2 separate regions of the Hordeum vulgare genome follow, and region 2 is linked to region 1. A link is a contact called in public Hi-C data. All regions are on one chromosome and are shown on one strand. The core of a region is the stretch at or near the end of the contact, and the rest is flanking DNA. Distances in the headings are between cores, read along the strand shown.

The links. A called contact is a pair of places that touch in the nucleus more often than the background predicts.
Region 2: a Hi-C map of seedling shows a contact between it and region 1, with 2.6 times the contacts expected there. The contact joins the promoter of LOC123442809 here to the promoter of LOC123442807 in region 1. A contact is called at or near these places in 2 of 6 Hi-C or Micro-C datasets (leaf and seedling).

Annotation. Positions count from the first base shown.
Region 1 is chr3H:33,353,646-33,357,406 of MorexV3_pseudomolecules_assembly, reverse strand. It overlaps LOC123442807 (tryptophan aminotransferase-related protein 2-like), which reads right to left and starts at 1,378. Exons shown (of 5, transcript XM_045118956.1): 1 at 415-1,378. The coding sequence starts at 869.
Region 2 is chr3H:33,542,424-33,546,304 of MorexV3_pseudomolecules_assembly, reverse strand. LOC123442809 (protein RST1) reads right to left here and starts at 1,901. Exons shown (of 24, transcript XM_045118957.1): 1 at 1,193-1,901; 2 at 725-808; 3 at 1-41. The coding sequence starts at 1,870.

The sequences.
Region 1 (3,761 bases), core at 129-2,628:
AATGTCAAACGCGTTTGCAACTTTGTATATGAAATGAGATTGGAATAGATTCGGAGGGTTTTTAAAAACAAAGGTGAGAACAGATTCGGAGGGTTTTTTTAGAACGAAATTGGGAACAGATTCGGGCGCGGGCGGCCATCAACCATGATTCGAGCTCATGTGGTGCTGCTTCGATGGCGGAAATAGACTAGTTGCGAAAATGAGAGCAAAATCATGGCGACAGGTGCATGCACGGCGGATGAATCTGGCATCGACCGCCCCAAGATCGGAGTTCATTCCTCCTTGACATTGACACTGAACAAGGACATGCTCCGCGGGGAAGAGGACCCATTGCCGGCTCGTCAAATTACAGATAGTATTTTTACTGCAAAAATTTACCACGGGGAAAAAAGAATCAAGGAACAGAGACTTAACTGGTCGAGGTTAATAACCGAATCCGAAGTAACTGCTGGTTTCCCGGTGGACGGCGCTCTCGCCGTCGCGCCGCTCGTGCCCGGCTGCGGGGCGCAGGCGTGCTGTTGCTGATCAGGAGAGATGACACCGTGATGGTGGTGGTGCGGCTGGTTGACGATGTACTGCTGGAGTAGGAGCGGGAGCGCGGCGACATTGAATGCGAGAGAGACAAAGATGCCGACCAGCCAAAGTGGCATGCGTCCCGCCGGCCGCCTCCGGCCGGTGTCCTTGGTGGCGGAGTGTACGCTGGTATCGCCTCTTGGCTTCTTTCCCCGGAGCGACTTGTCGCTGCCGTTCGTGGTCACCGCGCCACCGCCGCCGCTGCCGCAGGGAGAAGCGAACACTTGCACCGACGGCGGCATTAGGCCGCCGTTCCCTTGGAACTCCGCCGCCGTGCGGCGCCGGGGCGGCGCCATGACGCCCGGAGGAATCAAAGCCTTTTCTAGTGTGAGAACCAGCCCACTAAAAAGAAAAACGACAACAACGAACCACAACAACAACAACAACAACAGATGTCTTTTGGCGAGAAGGGCTCTTCGATCGGCTGGAATCAGCCGGCTTTTGGGGGAGAAAGATTCAGCGGAGGTGCCCAAACCGACGGGTTCAGTTCAGAGCTCGGACCTCGGAGCTGCTTGACTAGTTACGGCAAGTAATGAAGTCCCACCTGTTTCTCTCCCTCTCTCCAGCGCTGAGGCTGACTTCACTGACGCCCGAGCCCTGCCACTCTCTCTGCTGTTGCTCTGTGAATCTGAGCAGCTGAAGCACTGGAGCAGTGATGAGGAGGTGGGGCTGGGAGAGAGAAGCAGCGTCTGTGCGATGTGAACGGTCGATGGAACAGGCAGAGTGCGCAGCTGCTTCAGCGTAGTGGCGCAGAGGGAGGTGGAGGTGGAGGTGGAGGGAGGAGCAGGGTCTGGGTGCCTCGACTGCACTGCACTGCACTGCACTGCACGGCTTTATTTATATTCTTTCTGTTTCCGTGTGCAACGGCGAGGATGATGATTGACAGCGTGTTTAAAGATTCAATTGTTGAATTACAGGCGGCCCCTATATGTATGTGAAGTAAATTCTGAAAATCTGGGGTAAAATGGACAAATCTGATATGTCACACAAGAAAATCGCAAAGTAAATCGTGTTCGAAACAAATTTATTGACATAACCTTTTGTGTGGTGGCCGACAGGAAGCGTCACACTAAAATCTAGTGCTTAGTGACACGGTATCAAAAGATACAACTTTGTGTGGACCCTTTTTGATAGAAAGATATATGCAAGAGGCTAGATAGTTTGAGAGTTGTCACATCCATACAACCAAACAAAGGTGACACTTTCTGCCTTTTAAAAAAAGTGACACTTTTCGTTTCTGGTCAGATTTTTGAATGGTAGAAAATTCCAACACACCCTTGGCACACAGATTTCAGAGGTTGTTCTCTTTTGCAATTGATGTTTTTTCCACTGCTGAAGAGGTTTTCCTCCTTTCTGAGGCAATGACATGACCAGCTTGTTCCATCTGCCACTCTCTAAAAGAGCTATTGAAGAGTTACAAACTATGCAAACCCTAATCCAGAATTTACACAGAGATCATTCAAGGAATGATGTCTGGCTATGGGGGGAAGATGGAAAAGGGTACTCAACCAAAAAAATACATGCATGTTCACAAACCAATCACTGGCAATCCTTTACTTAACTGGATCTGGAAGAGTTGTTGTACAATGAAGATCAAGGTTTTCTCCTCAATGCTGATCATGGACAGGTTAAACACATAGGACATGCTCGAGAGAAGGCACTGGAATGTTTGTGAGTCTAACCTGTGTGCTCTATGCCATGCAAGGATCAAGGAAGACATGGATCATTTGTTCTTCACTTGCATGTTTAGCACGAGAGCGTGGAACTACCTACAATTTGACTGGCAGGGGGGCTCCATGTGGGACATTTTCATAGGTGCAAGGAGGGATTTCCAAAAACCTTTCTTCACTGAAGTGGTTCTCACTGCCTGCTGGAACATCTCGACTACAAGGAATGCTAAAGTATTCAGAAATGAGCATCCTAGATTCAGCACATGGAATAGAAACTTTGTGCATGACATTTCCTTACTAGCTCATAGAATTAAGGCTAGTTTTAGGGATGACCTGTTAAAATGGGTTTCATTCTTACCCCCTTGAGGTTAGTACATTGTGTTTTTGTTTGTCCAATAGACTAGTCATGTACATTGTAATCTGTGTTATAAAATAAAAGAAAAGGTTGTGGGGTGTTTTGCTCTATAGTAGTCGGTCAAAAAAAGAAAGGAATGAGGGCCTGTACCCTCTTGGTCCCCTCTGAAGACAATTCTGAAGGCCCCTCAGTGTCCGGAGCCATTAGTAGCAGTTTCTCCACGAAGGGAAACTGCTACACCACATCCGATGTCGTCCACAACAAAGCAGCTCCAAACTGGGTGTCCGGTCATGATGGAGGAGGGTCTAAATGACTCTTCCATCCCCGAAGATCATCACACTCATCTGAGCACGGTATTGAAAAGTATTCAGTCCCTTGACAATGGTCTGAAAGAGGCTTTCGACGGTCTATTGGAAGGCTTCAAGGTAATCCGCACACTCTTTTTTACACACAAAGTAATTGTGTTTCTTATATTGTTTATAAGCAATCATATGCTCAGTAGCCCCCGAAACCTGTGTGAGTTTTGAAAGAACGCATGCGGGGGTCAAAGTAGTTCGAAAAACATCCCTAAAAAGTTGCTTGTAGCCCCCAAGAATCTTGTAGGATGATAAGAAACCTCAACACAAGATTTAAAAAAAACTAAGAATTTGAGAGTCTAAAATGCCTATCTGCAGGCCTGAACCCCGACAACAGCCCCCAACTCCGTTGAGTTGGTGGAAATGAACCGGAAACTGAAGATTTCCGAGGAACAGCTCGACCGCCTCAATAAGCCATTTGATGACGTACAAGATAAGCATTGAACGCTTAGTTTTCGCATAAAAAGTGAGGTGTTTAATATTTGTGCCTTTAAGTGCAACTTATTTACATGACAATCATAGTTGGTGGTGCTGGCATCAAGAGTCTCAAAGCCGAACTGCGCAAGGCCAAGCAGGAAGCTGCCGAACAAAGAGCGGTGGCCGAACAGGTTGCGACCGACCTTTTGACGGTCAAGTCTGCCAGTGACACGCACGAGGACATGGTCACTTAGGTGCAACAAGAGCTCAAGGATGCCATCACTAAATGTGAGGTCCTTGAGCAGAAAAATAAAGAAAAATCTTTCAAGATATCCTCGGCAACCGCCGCACTCCAAGATGCACGGAAGGAGGCACAAAGTCATTAGAAGT
Region 2 (3,881 bases), core at 652-3,151, 190 kb before region 1:
TCTAGCAACTCCACACTACTTGCTTGGGCATCATAGGCTGGCTGTTAAAAGAAGCAAGTTATAGCACAAGTATGATGCATTGCTGATACATAGGAATTATATAAGCATTTGAACTGAAGAAACTAAAGAAAGAAAATTGACCCTAGAAGGCTATAACTAACTGGTTAGTTGCCTAACTGGCTCCCTACCCCAGTTCCATCAATGGATGGTGAAACATAGAGGAGGCTCATGTGTAAATGCAGCACCATACTAATCAGTATATTAGGAAGTTAACCTACAGTACAAACGAACTATGCCCAGGTGTATTCCCTTAGCGATTGTATAAATATATAAAATTAACTCACCATACATTTCCATAACTCCTAGGTTATACTCCCTCCGTTCCTAAATATAAGTCTTTTTAGAGATTTCAATACGGACTACACACGGATGTATATAGACATACTTTAGAGTGGAGATTCACCCGTACTGCTCCATATGTAGTTCATATTGAAATCTCTATAAGGACATATATTTAGGAACGGAGGGAGTAGTTGACAAAAGATTTATAAACGGCAGGAGCAAACTGTTTGGTTCTGTGTTTTAACTCCACAAGCGTAGCCTAGAATATGAATTTCCTGAGTTTCTAAATTCATAACCAACATGACTGCATTTTACAATATCAGTAAGACAAGGATACAATTATTTACACAAAATTAGCAGATAGAACATAGAAGAGCAGTACCCTTTGAGCATGAGCTAACTTCCTCAGTAATAGCACATATGCATCGACCAAGCACTCCACAGAACTAAGCCAGAGCCGCCCTTCCTGAAGAAAAAGAAATGCAGGCAACGTTATGTGCAGAGTAAGATAATTTCCCCCTTTGAGGCTTTAACAACTACAAAATACACTGCCAAATACATTCCCAGTTATGCACAATCAGCTGCATGAACTTCATGTGTTTTCCCTGCATTGTGCACTATCAACTGAACCCGACTATAAACAATAACATTAGCATCCATAGGAACAGGAACCGTAACACCCGCAATCGCTCTTGCCACAACAAGCATTGCTCGAACACAAACGAAATGCAAAACGACTGTGATGTTGTTTATGTGCCCTAGATTCCTCGCAGTTTTGCAAACAACTGCATTCCCCAGAAGAAGAAAAAAGAATACCACCATCGATGAGGGAATAGACCAAAACACATACCTCCCCATCCCCGCGGCCGAAATGCAGCAAGCTCTCGCCGAGCAATTTCAGCAATGGGACCGCCGCATCCGATTTTGCCGCTGCAGTAGCCGCTGCGGCAAGCGCGCCGATCAAATCCCTCGCGAACGCGGTGTCCCCCTTCCTCACCACGGCAAACATCACGAAAGGCCTCAGGAACCCCACCGCGCCGTCGACCCCCTCGGCCACCATCCTGGCCGCCTGCCGCGACAGCTCCGCTCGCGCGCCGTCAGCGCCCGACGCGAGGGCCTGGACGAAGGGGTGGTTGTGGGGCGGGAAGCGTAAGCCAGCGGGGCCGGAGCGGAGGACGCAGGAAACGAGCGCGGCTACGGCCTTGACGAGGCATGAGACCAGGCGGGGAGACGGGGAGGCGGAGAGGGGCGCGATGAGGAACGGGAGGGCCTCGTCGGGGCCGAGGAGGTCGGCGCGGGAGGCCGCGAGGCGGGCGAGGGACGCGGAGGCGTAGGCGGCGACAGCGGCGTGCGGGGAAGCGAGGAGGGAGGAGATGCCGTCGTGGGCGGCGGAGGGGAGAGGAGGGGGCAGCGTGAGGAGGTGGCGGAAGAAGGCCGCGACGGCGTGGCGCTGGAGTGTGGGGTCCGGGACGCGGGTGCGGTCGACGAGGCGGGAGAAGGCCGCGGCGCCGGACGAGGCGGAGGCCATGGCGATGCGGTGGCCGGAGACGGAGATGGCTGTGGACTACTTGACTGTTGGGAGACTGGAGTAAAAGCTACCCGTACCAGGCCGATCAAGTCGTCCAGATGAGATGGGCCAACTGTTGCGGCCTAACTCGACAATCGTGGGCCTAATCTTCTACGTTTCCCATCATGGCCAGTGTGGATAATTGGCCTTGCCTCATAAACAAATCGAATAGTTGGTCTTTCTTACCCCTCAAATCAAAAAAAAAAAAAAAAAAAAATTGGCCTTTCTCCTTGTGTTTTGACGCTGTCGACGTGTGAGTCTCAAATGAAAAACAAACAAAGTCTGTTTCGAGTAGAATGTGGTCTGTATCTCGCTCTCTCCAGCATAATCATCAATTATGGTTCAAATATCCACAACATACTATGCCAAGCATAGGAGCTCTAGAAACGTACCAATGGGGATTCCACACTCCCTCAGAACACTTTACTCCTTTGGTGGTCCACCAGCCACTCAATCATTGATTTTTATTTACATTTATGTTATTTACTTCAAAGTATGCTCCACTATTCACTTATATTTATTTTCACCCTCATTTTGCTTTAAGTCTATAATTATTTACAGGCATAGAAATATATAATTCACTGCGAGAGGCAAAATTTCAATTCTTGTGTTGTCTTTGAGATCGATACTCTTCCTTAAAAAGCTACAACCAAACCATGTGCACTTGCTTGCTATCATTCATGCAGGCATAAGGAATCTGCAAACTCTCATGAAGAAAAATCACATTTGTGCCATTCCTGGTGTGAAATTCGACAAAAATCATCTCTACGGTGCTTGTGAGGCCGGCAAGTTGGCCAAGAAGCATAATCGTCAAAAACTATCATGACTACCACAAGATCTCCCAAAAATCTTTATGTGGATTTATTCAGGCCTTGAAACTATATGCAAGTTTCAGTGGCGGTCATTATGGTCTCATTATAGTGGATGATTTCTCTTGATATACTTTGCTATTCTTTCTTGAGGACAATGTCTACACCCAAGATATCTGTTGGAAATATGCCCTAGAGGCAATAATAAAATGGTTATTATTATATTTTCTTGTTCATGATAATCGTTTATTATCCATGCTAAAATTGTATTGATTGGAAACTCAAATACATGTGTGGATACATAGACAACACACAGTCCCTAGTGAGTCTCTAGTTGACTAGCTCGTTGATCAAAAATGGACAAGGTTTCCTGGCCATAGACAAGTGTTGTCACTTGATAAGGCGATCACATCATTAGGAGAATGATGTGATGGACAAGGCCCAAAGTATGAACATAGCATATGATCGTGTCAGTGTATTGCTACTATTTTTCTGCATGTCAATGTATCTATTCCTATGACCATGAGATCATGCAACTCCCGAACAACGGAGGAATGCCTTGTAGGTATCAAACGTCACAATGTAACTGGGTGACTATAAAGGTGCTCTACGAGTATCTCCGAAGGTGTCTGTTGGATTGGCGTAAATCAAGACTGGGATTTGTCACTCCGTATAACGGAGAGGTATCTCGGGGCCCACTCGATAATACAACATCACAACAAGCCTTGCAAGCAATGTGACTAAGGAGTTAGCCACGGGATCTTGTATTACGGAACTAGTAAAGAGACTTGCCGGTAACGAGATTGAACTAGGTATAGAGATACCGACGATCGAATCTCGGGCAAGTAACATATTGATAAACAAAGGGAACGACATATGGGATTAACTGAATCCTTGACATAGAGGTTCAACCGATAAAGATCTTCGTAGAATATGTAGGAGCCAGTATGGGCATCCAGGTCCCGCTATTGGTTATTGACCGGAGAGTGTCACAGGTCATGTCTGCATAGTTCTCGAACCCGTAGGGTCTGCACACTTAAGGTTTGGTGACGTTTCGACATTATTGAGTTATGTATGTTGGTGATCAAAAGTTGTTCGGAGTCCCAGGTGAGATCTCGGACATCACGAGGAGCTCCGGAATGGTAATGAGGTAAAGATTGGAA